Linked DNA regions of Rattus norvegicus: region 1 is linked to region 2. The links are chromatin contacts, called in public Hi-C maps. All regions are on one chromosome and are shown on one strand. The core of a region is the stretch at or near the end of the contact, and the rest is flanking DNA. Distances in the headings are between cores, read along the strand shown. Region 1 has its middle 470 kb from the start of Mir551b. Region 2 overlaps Mecom (MDS1 and EVI1 complex locus).

Evidence for each region. A called contact is a pair of places that touch in the nucleus more often than the background predicts.
Region 1: a Hi-C map of liver shows a contact between it and region 2, with 2.4 times the contacts expected there. The contact joins two enhancer-like sites. A contact is called at or near these places in 5 of 12 Hi-C or Micro-C datasets (hepatocytes, kidney and liver).

Annotation. Positions count from the first base shown.
Region 1 is chr2:115,440,270-115,446,025 of GRCr8, forward strand. No RefSeq gene overlaps it. Among named protein-coding and RNA genes, the nearest start is that of Mir551b, 470 kb to the right of the region's middle. Within about 2 kb of position 1,597, at least 1 of the 93 cell types and tissues checked has an H3K27ac peak or open chromatin away from gene starts, as enhancers often do. A contact at or near this core is called in liver, where this site is marked.
Region 2 is chr2:115,388,376-115,394,774 of GRCr8, forward strand. It overlaps Mecom (MDS1 and EVI1 complex locus), which reads left to right. Exons shown (of 17, transcript NM_001389282.2): 17 at 3,102-4,677. The coding sequence ends at 3,236. Among named protein-coding and RNA genes, the nearest start is that of Mir551b, 530 kb to the right of the region's middle. Within about 2 kb of position 2,901, at least 5 of the 93 cell types and tissues checked have an H3K27ac peak or open chromatin away from gene starts, as enhancers often do. A contact at or near this core is called in liver, where this site is marked.

The sequences.
Region 1 (5,756 bases), core at 347-2,846, 51 kb after region 2:
ATAATAACACTAGATTAAATTAAAAAATAATTTATCAATATCTTAGATTAAGTGATATATTGTTAATAGTAACTTTACATTAAACTTTCAAGGTTATTTAAATTAACTTATTTTGAGCCACATTAAATTAATCCTGCAGTTAATTAGAAATTTACTGTTTGTTTTTAAACTTTAGGAAAAATTAGCTACCTGTTTTACAAAGTTCAGTGAAGTTTTCCAAATTTGTAAATTAACCTGTTTATTCAAACATAAAGGCAGAAACAATATTATGCCTGTGAACGTAGACGCCTGAGAGGTCAGAAGCGGGCATCACAATGCCTGAAGTTAGAATTACAGACTGAGCGGGCAGAGTGCATGCTGGGAACTGAAGTGAGGTACTTTATGACAGTAGAGATCTCTGACATGTAGTTGTCTCCCAAACCTCTGGGCTCATCTCATTTTTAATTTAAAATTTTATTACCTTTGAGAATTTCATACATGCTACTGGACATACTTCTTAATTCACCTTGAGAGTTAATTCCCAGCACTATTTTCCTCTAAATTGGACCTATGAGCATATGTAAGTTGCAAATTAATATTATTCTACTGAGAACTTTTAAAGCATATCTCTATAATTGTAACTCTCTTCCTTTTTTGGTAATTATCAAAGATATTGTTTTCTGTTTTGTTTTTGGTGGTTTGGTTTATTTTTTTTAATTTGGTATTACTACAATACCCACAAGGTACCTCTGTGTGGTTGATTCAAATCAAGTCTTCCCTGAAGTTATCATTTTAATCCATAACAAACTGTGCCTATGGCTGTGAGTTGCAGTTCATGGGTAAAAGCTACCAGGTACTGGACCTAGAGCATGGTGAGGTGTAGGAATGTAGTCTGATCTTGACGCCAATGAGAATGTTAGGTTTCTATTCTGATGCCCCATTCCCTCCAGTCCTGTCAGCACGGGGCATGCTTCTGCTGACATTTCTAGCCACTTTTTCCAGTTACTGAGAATGTGTGACAGGAAGAAGATGTTCTTTCAAGGTTCTTTCCTTCGGCTTATCGTCACACCCTAGTCCTGCACTCTCCTTTGAGGTCTCTTTCAAGGCTGTGAGACAGGGTAGGCTGTGATCAGCTGGGCACAGAGACAGAAACTTTGTCATCCCAGGTGGGTGCAAAGTCCACTAAATGCCCTGCTGTGCTTTGCCAAGATCAGAAAAATGGTTTTGAGTTATTTGTATGCCAATTTTAACCCAGTTTTTGGCTTAATTCTAGAAAAAATAAGTAGCAAAAATTATATCTTAATGGTTTCAAAAGTCAGAAATCAGCAACAGAACAGATCTGGTCGTGGGCAGGTATTAACTTCTTTTTGCCAAAAACACAGAAAACATGAAGAATGCGGATTTTGTTCAGCAGTTTGAAAACACTTCTTGATAACTGGCAACATCTCAAGCCGGAGCTCAGCTCTTTGCCATGAGCAGTGCTCTGATTTGGGGATTTAAATTACTATTGACCAGAGAGCAAGGAGATACTGAATTAGAAGTAAATCCCTGCATTGAGGTGAAAGGGGAGAATGTTCTGAAACGTTTAGGGGAAGGCAATGTGTACTGCCCAGCCTGCTTACCATGGACTCAGTGACAGCGAAGTTGATTGTTGTCCTCTCCCTTGTCCTTCTCACCTGTCTGCCTAGTCTCAGTCCCTTTTCTATGAAGCTGACATGGGGGAAATATTGTCATCTGCATTTCTACCTACCGACTTTTGCCCCATGGTGGGACCTAAGGGATCATCTAAATGTTCTGATAACATTTAATGTTAGAACTATTTTCCACTCTGGGTTTTACTCAGTTTAAACTGCTGTTTTGCCTTTTTGAGAAGCATTGCTAAGAAATAATTGTAGCCACCTCTAGAACTTCATCTAATATTCACGCAACTAAAGAGAGATGTGGGGTAGGCTTCTTGAATCCTTTTACATGCACACTGTTCACCGTTTCTCATCAATAACACATGTTCCCATGCATTGGCCCACAAATGTGTCTGATTATTGGCCCATCAACTTCACTCATACCAAATAAAGTAGTTTAACTTTATTATTTACATGATCCTCAAAGTATGCAGGCCACTGAGCACACAAATAAACATGTGTGTTTGGATCTGAATAGAGCCTAGTGTTTATGAACAGGGATCTTTGTGTTTTTAACAATATCTGGCACGTTGAAGGAAAACTCTTTGCTAAAACATGGAGCCATGGTAATTGTGTGCTTTGTGATCTGTGCCGAGCAAGAGTTCCAACTTCTACTCTTCAGGCAGACAAGAGCACAAAAATCTGTTACTGGAGTTTGACATTTTCTTTGTATGATTAGGTCAGTTGGTAAATCTCCACCTCACAGCTCTTAGAAGCCCAGAGTTCCTGTTTCAAAGCAATGTGATTCTGATTACAGTATTACTGAAATCCAGACAGAATACCTGTGCTCTGTAAGCACATCTACTTCTCTTTCCCGTGTGCACACCCAGTGTCACCCACCTTTCCTTTACCTGCATTGACTAGGGAGATCTACAGTCCTGGAGTTGTGGTTCAGGAAAAGGACCATTACCTCAGGTGTGATGTTCTTAAGCTGGGGAAAGCCAGGCTGTATAGAACTGAAAAAAGTGCTAATGTAGTGCTGTGACATATCTGGTTCAGACTTTAAATGTGTCACCAGGAAGTTTACTTTGAAAGACAAAATGATGCACACAGCAGAAGTCAACATACCACAGAAAATCTCTATCCTGCCTAGTATCATGGGATAAATGGGATCGCTAAAACCATCCTTCCTCAGCTTCCTATCTCCTCTCTATAGCTCCAACATTCCCTCCTGATTATTTATCATCACATATATATATATATATATACATATATATATACTCAGTGACATATATGATGAAATATGATGTATTTCTATACAAGATCATGTGCCTCCCAAGAAAAGAACTTTTTGCTTTCATGGCACAGCCAACCAGCAGGCACATTAGACAACAAATCAATGAGCTCCTCTACCTTTTTTGAGTGACCAGAAAAGGTCTGTGAATGTTTCCAGAGTCTCCATCACACCTAACTCAGGGTTTGATCATCTTCAATCACCTATTTCCATAACTGACTTTATTACTGCCAGAGCCCTGAATTTATTCATTGTATCTTGTAGCCCAGAAGGAGAACTTACACACAGGGTGTTTAATCAATACTGAGAAAATAGTCATCTGATATTTTATTTTCAATTCACTGCAAGTCTCACACTTGCACAGTGAGCAACTCTATTAAATAAGAAGACCAGGTTTCTTTACATGGAGAAGAGTTAGTAAGGAAACTACCCTTGCTTCCGAGTCAGCAAGATAGGTTTCCATGCTGTTTGTATATGAGAATGTTCAAGCCAAAGAGATTGAAGCAATCCTGGGTATTTTTTCAGAAGCCTCTTCCATAGCTGCTCTCAAAAAATAGCTGTAAGGACATGTTTACAATATTCCTTTGCAAGGCAGAGTTGGTGTTAGGTGACTAGCGGACAGGACTTCACATTTCTCTGGTCCCATCCTTCCCTCCTCTTCTTTGCACCTTTCCCTTCCTGTTTACTGCTTGGTTGTGTGTGCTTTTGTTTTCATTTAGGCTGTCCTCCCTCTCTCCTTCCCCTCCCCCACTCCGTCCATTTGTCTTCTTCCTTCCTTCCTTGACTTCTTCTGTCCCCTCTCTCCTTTAATTTCTTCAAATTAATTTACCTGTTGGTAATTTCATACATGTGTGTAGTAACTCTGGTACCACTCACCTCCCTCCCTCTCATTCTCCTCCCACTCTTCTCTTCCCATTGACTTCCCATCCCAGGTTCACATCTCTTTGTTTTGCTTCTTGATGCACTGGGTTTGACTAGGGCTGCCGGTGTAGGCCCTGGTGAGTCACTCCCTAGTCAGTACATCACTGAAGACAACTTCCTCTCTTTCCCCAGTCCTCTGCTTCCAATAGCTCCCCTGGGTGTGTATATGTATGGATATATATGTCGTGAGCAGGTTCACATAGAGGCATCAGGGCAAGCTCTGGTGTCTTTCCTCAGGAAGATAGATGTTTGCTACACTTGTAGGAGGAGGTCTGTTACCTGGCTGGAGCTTGACAAGGAGGCAAGAGTGGTCGCCCCTTAGCTCCAGGGATCTACCTGTCACTTCTTCCCTGTAGGTTGGTTAGAGGTTATACTTCAGCTGTCTTTGGTTTTTCTTCTGCGGTAGGATCTGGAGCTCAGACTCTGGTTCTCATGCTTGCAAACTATGACCGTTACCTATGGAGTCCTTTCCAGCCCTTCCTTTTGGACTTTGGAGGTCAAATTTACCTCCAGTTTTTCATCATCTTGTGTGAAAGAACAAAGATGTTTGAGGAACGGAAGCAGTGAAGTGGAGGAAGCAGGAGAGAGCATGTTGAAAATCAGGAGGGTCTCAGACATTCCAAAAAGCTTTCTACCAAAGGAAACAGCCGCCATCGCAGCAAGCAATACCATGTATTAGCTGCAAGGAGGATTAAAGGTGGCAAATGCAGTTGCTTACGTTGACAATGACGCTGCTCTCTGTGCTGCCTAAGAGCTCCATAAGGAGACATTTGAATGGCATGGCTACCAAATAAGATTTAATTGGCAGCTAAAGACTACATTTTCAGTTACTCTGGAGAAAACAGTGGTGCTCATTTCCCTGTCGGGTCTTACGCCTCCATGGCACCATTTCTTTTTTTCTTAAGACAGATAAAATTCATTGGGAAAGAGGATGACTAAGAAAGGCAGCGAGAACATGATTCTAATCCACAGACTAGAAACCAGAGAACACAGAAACATGTGCAAGAACTTCAGCTCTTTTGCTTCATCTGTGGGAAGCTGAGGAGAAGCCTGGGAACTGGCATTTGGTCCATTCTGCCTTGTACACACCACCACAGTCTGCTTCTCATTCCTCTAAATTATAACCAGGAAGAAAATCAGAGGTTTTTTCCCTGCTTAGGAGGGTTCCCTAATAGAAGGAAATGGACCACCACATATGATTAATTGGGAGAGTGTCTCTTCCAAGGAAACATGAAATTCGTCTAGGAACTAGAGAGCTCACTCACAGGATTCTTTCCAGCTTCACGTAAGTCCTGATAGACAATGGTTGTACTTACTATGATTATGCTAACATAAATTAGATGTAATAATATGTATTTTGCAGTGTTGGTTTAAATCTGATATATTAGTGGCTTCATAGGAAATATGTGATAATTCATGATTTTAAAAAAATATAGAAGCAATTCAAACTTGGTTAAAAATAATAATTGCTCATGTGTTACGTTGGGAAGCATATTATTTTCAAAATGTGAAACGATTATCCCTTTCCAAATTCTGACTCAGGCAGCCAGAAGTTGCATTAAGTAAAGGTCACTTTGAAATGGAGTTCGTTATAGTAGTTACAGGTTCAATATATGACTAAAAATCAATGAGCAAACAGTCACTTAAAACATCTAGAAAAAATGAAATTGCTTAAACGCCAGGTTGCTGGCTTGTTCATAAATATAATATTGAGGAAGAGCTTGTTTCTTTTAAAAAGCAAAAGGTTTTTACATGTTAAGTATGAAAAACTATTTAAACTGATTTTAAAATAACCTACATGTGTAAGTTTGACTGAATACCATCTACAACTACTCTGAAAATTTCTCAACACATAGTTTTCTTTCATACTATTAAGAAATTGTAAATTACATATGCTGATTTTAATTAGTATGTTTTTACTGACTCACTTGGTCACTGGACAT
Region 2 (6,399 bases), core at 1,651-4,150:
CCAACTCTGGAAATCATTCCAACAGATGATCCACAAACACCAACAAAAGAGCTTCAGTTCTTTTGTTAAAAGATAAAGGGAGCCAGTTGCTAAATTTTTTTTATGACACCTATACTCAACTGAATGTTTATTCAGGCCATTTTAAAAGGACAAGTAAATCTTTTTTTTTTCTTTTTCTCTCTCACACTGTTGAATTGTGTGGTTCACTTAGAACATTTTGGAGGTAGCATGGCATTCACAACAATTGGACCATATTAGCATGTATGTTTTGATAGTTTCCTATTCTTTGAGATGTTTGTTTTGGGTTGGTCTTAACAGTGATAGAGTAAAATCTGTGCTAAGATGATGTGATTGCTGATCATGGTGTCACTATGACTATAGATGTGGGGCACATTATGGCAATAGGATAATATAAATCATTTGCAATACATTCAATAAAAGTATTGATATTATGTGTGGAAATAGAAAAATGATATTACTTCAAAAATGGATGCAGACAGTCATCATTGCATAGTGGGTTTCTACAGCTTATATCATCCTGGCAGAATCATGTAGATTATGGATGAACCCTATTTCCTCCTTGTGAGAGAAGGGTGGGAAAGTTCTCTCTTTTTGTTCTATGACACAATGGGCTAAATGTGGCTTCTCAATTTCTAGTGTTAACATTAAGCCATCCAGAGCTACTTAGAGCTATCTGTAAGAGGTGGTGGCTTCAACAAATCCCTTGTTTTCCGCCAGAGATCGCCAGAGGATCCAAGCTTTCTTTCTTTTAGTTCTTCTACTCCAAAGTACTGTAAAACATATTCTAGCCATCAAAACTATCCAATACAGAAGAATGAAAAGGTTTTAGGATGAAGAGACAACAGCTCTGGCATGCCTCTAAGGACCCACGTTTTGAGGTCAATGTCCTGCCTAGATATGGCCTCAGCTAGCATCACAATAAATACAGACATGTGTAACCTAGCTGGTGTTTGTTACATATATGTATATATTTATATACATATATATATGTTATTTACATATGTGTTATAAACTAAATTGATCATGAATCCCTTTATTCATTCACTTGTCATTTATTCATCCATTTTGTGGTTTAGCAAGTTGTCTCCTTCGTTCTGGAGAACGGGGCAGCATCCCCATGTTTCAGTTGCTATCTGAGTACCAAGGAACACACACTTTGAGTTGTATTTTTAAAAATAGTTTCCTGGTGCTTTTCTCAAGCATGCATGTGTGTGTGTGTGTGTGTGTGTGTGTGTGTGTGTATGTGTGTGTATGTGTGTGTGTGTGTGTGTGTGTGTGTGTGTGTATTTCCATGTGGGGAGGTTTAATGAGAGAAGCAGAGTAGAAGGGGGGGAGGAACAACGGCCAGCCATGAGCACATGGAGGAAGGGGGAGGGGATGGGGGAGAGAAGGGACAGGGAAGAGGGCACAGAGCAGAGAAGAGTAAGGGCAAGAGCAAGAGCAAGTGTTTATATATTAACTCTGTAATTTTTATAGTAATTGAATCCAAAAGTCATTGATTGGCAAAATAATGACTTTATCTTGCTGTGGGAATTTCCTTGAGGAAAATTATATTCTAAAACAACTAATATCCTAATAGTTACCAATTTGCATGGAATATATTGAATTGAGTTTCATGTTTCCTCTCTAATCACTGGAGACAATACTATTCTATTTAATAGTTGTCTCTTTGTATAAGGAAATTAAAACTCAAGAGTACAGTGACTTCTCCAAGGTCACCATGAAGTACCAGTAGTCTCTATGCTCTGTCCTTAATTCTTTAGTTATTTAGCACAGGGCCTGGCAACAAAGTTCATGGTTAAGGAATATTAGTTAAATAAACACTGAGGTTTTTGTGCCAACTCAGAGGGCAAATCTCATATATAAAATCAAATGTGGCTCAGTCATTAAAATATTTGCTTTGCAAGCATGAGGACAGGGGCTCAAATCCCAGAACTCATGGAAAGAAAGCCAAATTAGTGGGTGGAGAATCTCTGATGTCCATAGGCCAGCCAGCTAGCCTAGTTGGTGAGAGTTCCAAACCAGGGAGAGATCAGGTTTCAAAACATAACATACCTGATGAACAGCATCCAGTCAATGCGACCTTTGGTTTTTACATAGACATATGTGCTCATGTGTATATGTAACTCTCATGTGCAGGCCTGTGCATATGCACACACACACACACACACACACACACACACACACACACACACACAAATAAGCCAAATATGTGCATTGAGAGCAATGACCCAGCAAATCAAGATCAGCCCTTAATCTAACGAAATGCACAGTGAGAGCAGAAACCACAGGCTGGCCACATGTCTCAGCAGGACTCCCCGAGATGAACCTGCTGAACAACAGAGGCATTCGCCTTTGTTTACAGATCCTGGAATGTCTTTGGCAGGACTTTAATGATTCCACTTCAACAGCATTTTGACAAGCAAGTTTAGCAATGGATGAGACCCACAATAGCAAATCAACAGTGAAAAGTTCACTCACAAGTCAAGACCAAACACTTCATTTGAATATTTTGCTTGGCAGTGGTGAGGGGATCTCGGAACAGTTATTTAGAACTTGGCATGGTCACAGGGAAGAAAGTGTCCCTCCTGTCAGAGCACTTCTGTGCACCGTCTGCTTGGCGGCGGAGTCATGAGTAAGGGTTGCTCGGATGTTATTGGGTCCTTGTGCTTTGTTTTCTTTCTTGGTGGAACTTCCCTGGACTCTCTTATTCTCAAGGGTGTCAGGTGTCCACAGGAGGTATTTTAAGCACAAGGTAGAACTTGAGAAAGGACACGAGATTGAAAGTTTGGCAGAAATAAGCCCTAGTTGTATATTACCTGGGAGCGGTCATTTACCTTCCAAAGTCGGGGTTACAAGGTACAAGCGTCAGAGCATTTCCTACCTAAGTCTGGCTAAGGTGAGCACTGATTTCATGCCATTCGGATAAAAAGGGCACAGCCCCACTTCCAGATAAGCTCATGAAGTGTGCTTCAGTCTAGTCTCTCATGCATGTCTAATATTTGTGGATTATCTTACTTAAATTAGATCTGCTGTTTTTGTCCAAGTGCCACTCACCGAATCTCTCCCCTTCATTCCAGGCATATGCTATGATGTTGTCACTGTCTGACAAGGATGCCCTCCATCCCACCTCCCACGGTTCCTCCAACGTGTGGCACAGCATGGCAAGAGCTGCAGCGGAATCCAGTGCCATCCAGTCCATAAGCCATGTATGACATTGTCAAGGTTGACCAGAGTGGGACCAAGTCCAACGGCAGCACGTCTCTTTCATACAGAACTATTTACAAGACTGCTGAGCAGAATGCCTTATAACCCTGAAGGGTCACGCATTTAAAGTCCGGTGACCTTAAACTGAACGAGTAAAGAAAGAGAGAGAGAGAAAGAGAAAGGAAGCTATTTATTCTCAATATTTTGTTTTGCACAGCCAAGGCAGCTGCTGACTTCTGGAGGATCAATTCATCTAAAAGTGATTGGAGGCGAAAGAAAACCTCACTGGGGAAGGCACCTTTCGCTCTCCTGCCGCAGGGCATGGGTGGGTGAGAGGAGCAGTTTAGATGGCAGCATTGACATCAACGGACACTTCATAGAAATCAAACTCTACAAGATCACCTGATCTGATCGGGAACAGTGGCTTTTAACTACCAGATTTAAATTTTTTTTTCCTTTTTAAAGCTTTGTGTAATTTAACCCTTTGAAGACGGAAGTAGTCAGAAGAAATGCACAATGATTATAGGAAGTGATAGCAGGAGTTTTTGTCACCCCCTCCCCACCCTTTACCTTTGGCCTTCTTAAGTACATCGTTTAAAATTAGGGACAAGAAGGGTATATTGTAAACTATGGATTCTCATGCTCAGAGAGGTGTTAAGTCGGTGACGTGTCCTGTTCATCACCAGTACCGCTGTACCACTAATGCAATGTTTGCCAAATCCTTGTAATGACATCTTAATTTTAGACAATCATGTCACTGTTTTTAATGTTTCAATATTTTTTGTGTGTGTTGTGTGTACCATGTATTTATTTGTTGGCAAACTATGGTTTGTTGATCAAAAAAGAGCACTGTTCCTGTCAGCCACTATTTTATGATGTCTGAGGCATACCCTCTCTGAATTCCAAGGACCAAGGTGAGCCGTCCTGTGTGTGGGAGTGCCCAATAGTGTTTGGCTTTTCTTAACATTCCTTCCTTTTGGTTGTTGTTGTTTTGTTTTCCTTTTTAATGAACTAAATGCAATTAGATGCAACTTAGTTTTTGTAATACTGAGATCGATTCGATTGTATAAATGATTCTAGTTTCTTTCACGGAAGCATGATCCTTCTGATTAAGAACTGAACCCCATATTTTATGCTGGTTGTCTGCAAGCTTGTGCGATGATGTTATGTTCATGTTAATCCTATTTGTAAAATGAAGCATTCCTGACCTTATGTTAAAAAAAAGAGAGAGAAGTAAATAACAGACATTATTCAGTTATTTTGTCCTTTACGGAGAAACCAGATTTCTTTTTTTTTCCATTTTGTTTGTAATCTCATTTGGAAATAATTGGCAAGTTGAGGTACTTTCTCCCAATGCTTTGTACAATATAAACTGTTATGCCTTTCAGTGCGTTACTGTGGGAGGAGCAACTAAAAAAAAAAAATAAAGACTTCCAAAAAAGACGAAAATAGTGACTCCCCTGTGTGCTGCTTTTTGTTCTCAGGCGATTTTAGTTCCCTTCTGGCATCCAAATGATCTAAAGATACAATGTTTAAGACCCCGATGCCCTAACAGATTTGCAGAATGTAAGCATGTTTGTAAGGTTATGAGATGACACAGTGATAGATCCTAGCCAGCAATGCGTTCTGCTGCTTGTGGTGAACTTTAGTCACAGTGCAAAGTCAAGACCTGTAGGCTCCACTTCCCAGCTCTGGCTTTCCTCCAGGTCTGCATGCAACACCCATTGTAATCAGGACAGAGAGCAGCTTGCAACATTTCTCTTTTTCTCTGGCTGGTATATGTGTTCCAGGTATAAACCCAGAGATTTACTACATGCACTAGACAAGCAGGGTAACCCTGAATTATAAACCCTACCTTTGGTTTTGCTTAGAGAAATATTGACACTATTGAAATTCACAAGCACAGAAGCACCATTCATTTTCCCCTAGGTCCTTTTTATTTTTTATATATTTGTAAGTATATCTAATCTTATCTATCATCTATCTAGCTATCATCTTTCATCTATCTATCTATCTATCTATCTATCTATCTATCTATCTATCTATCTATCATCTATCTAGCTATCATCTATCATCTATCTATCTATCTATCTATCTATCTATCTATCTATCTATCTATCTATCTATCTATCTATGTGTGATGTACATTCCTGGTACCCTAGGTGATTAGAAGATGGCATCAGGTAACCTAGAACTTGAATTCTAGATAGTTGCAAGACTTCTTTTGCGGGTACTGGGAACTGAACCCAGGTCTACTGACAGAAAAGCAAGTGTTTTCTCCTATGGTTCTTTCAAATGTTTTTGCCCAGATTCAAAATATCATTATAAAAAATAACAAAATCATTGTATATTGTGACAAGTTCTTCATTTATATGTTCGATATAACATAGTTTCCTCAAATCTTCAATATTGTTAAAAACTTGGGCTCTTCTGTGGCCATCAGTACAAGTCAAGATGTGTTAACTGTCATACACATCCTCACTCCTGGGAGCTCAGGGCCACATGTGCAAGCTGTGAAGGGAGAAGAGATCAAGCCTCTCATGAGATAAAAATCAAGGATTTCAGGATGCTTCTTACATTTAATTCTGATTTACTAAAGTGGCTCATTCAAATATTTGGCCATATACAGGATTTGATGTAGCAAATTTGAAGAGTTAACACGACCTGTGCACATCCATCTGGATTCCTTCAGTTATCTGTTCATTATAAGTGGCAGTGGCAGCTATGCAAGGCAGTGTGTCAGATTAATTTCTAAATATTTATTATAATAGGGATATGATTCTTGGATTTAATGGATAGATTTCATAGTAGAAAGTAAGCAGAATTTTCAAGAAATAACCTTAAGGTATAAATCTGTAACCAAGAAACAGAACGAGAATATAGCATTAGACTGTATGAGTAACACAAGTGAGAAGATGGAACTCTGGGGAAAGCACCGTTTTAGACTATGTCTGTGCACTCAAATAGAAATAAATGCAATTAAAGCATCCCCAGTGCTGCTAGCTTCCTTGTAGACTTCGACATTCACATTTTGGTGGTTTGCTAGAGTTAATCTCTTGAATTCTAGAAAGGCAATCAAGATTTATTCCTTGTCTCTTGGTCACTTGCTTTTCCAATCAGTACATCAACTACCTGCTCTGGGAAGGGTCAATGATATGAGGAGGAGATAGC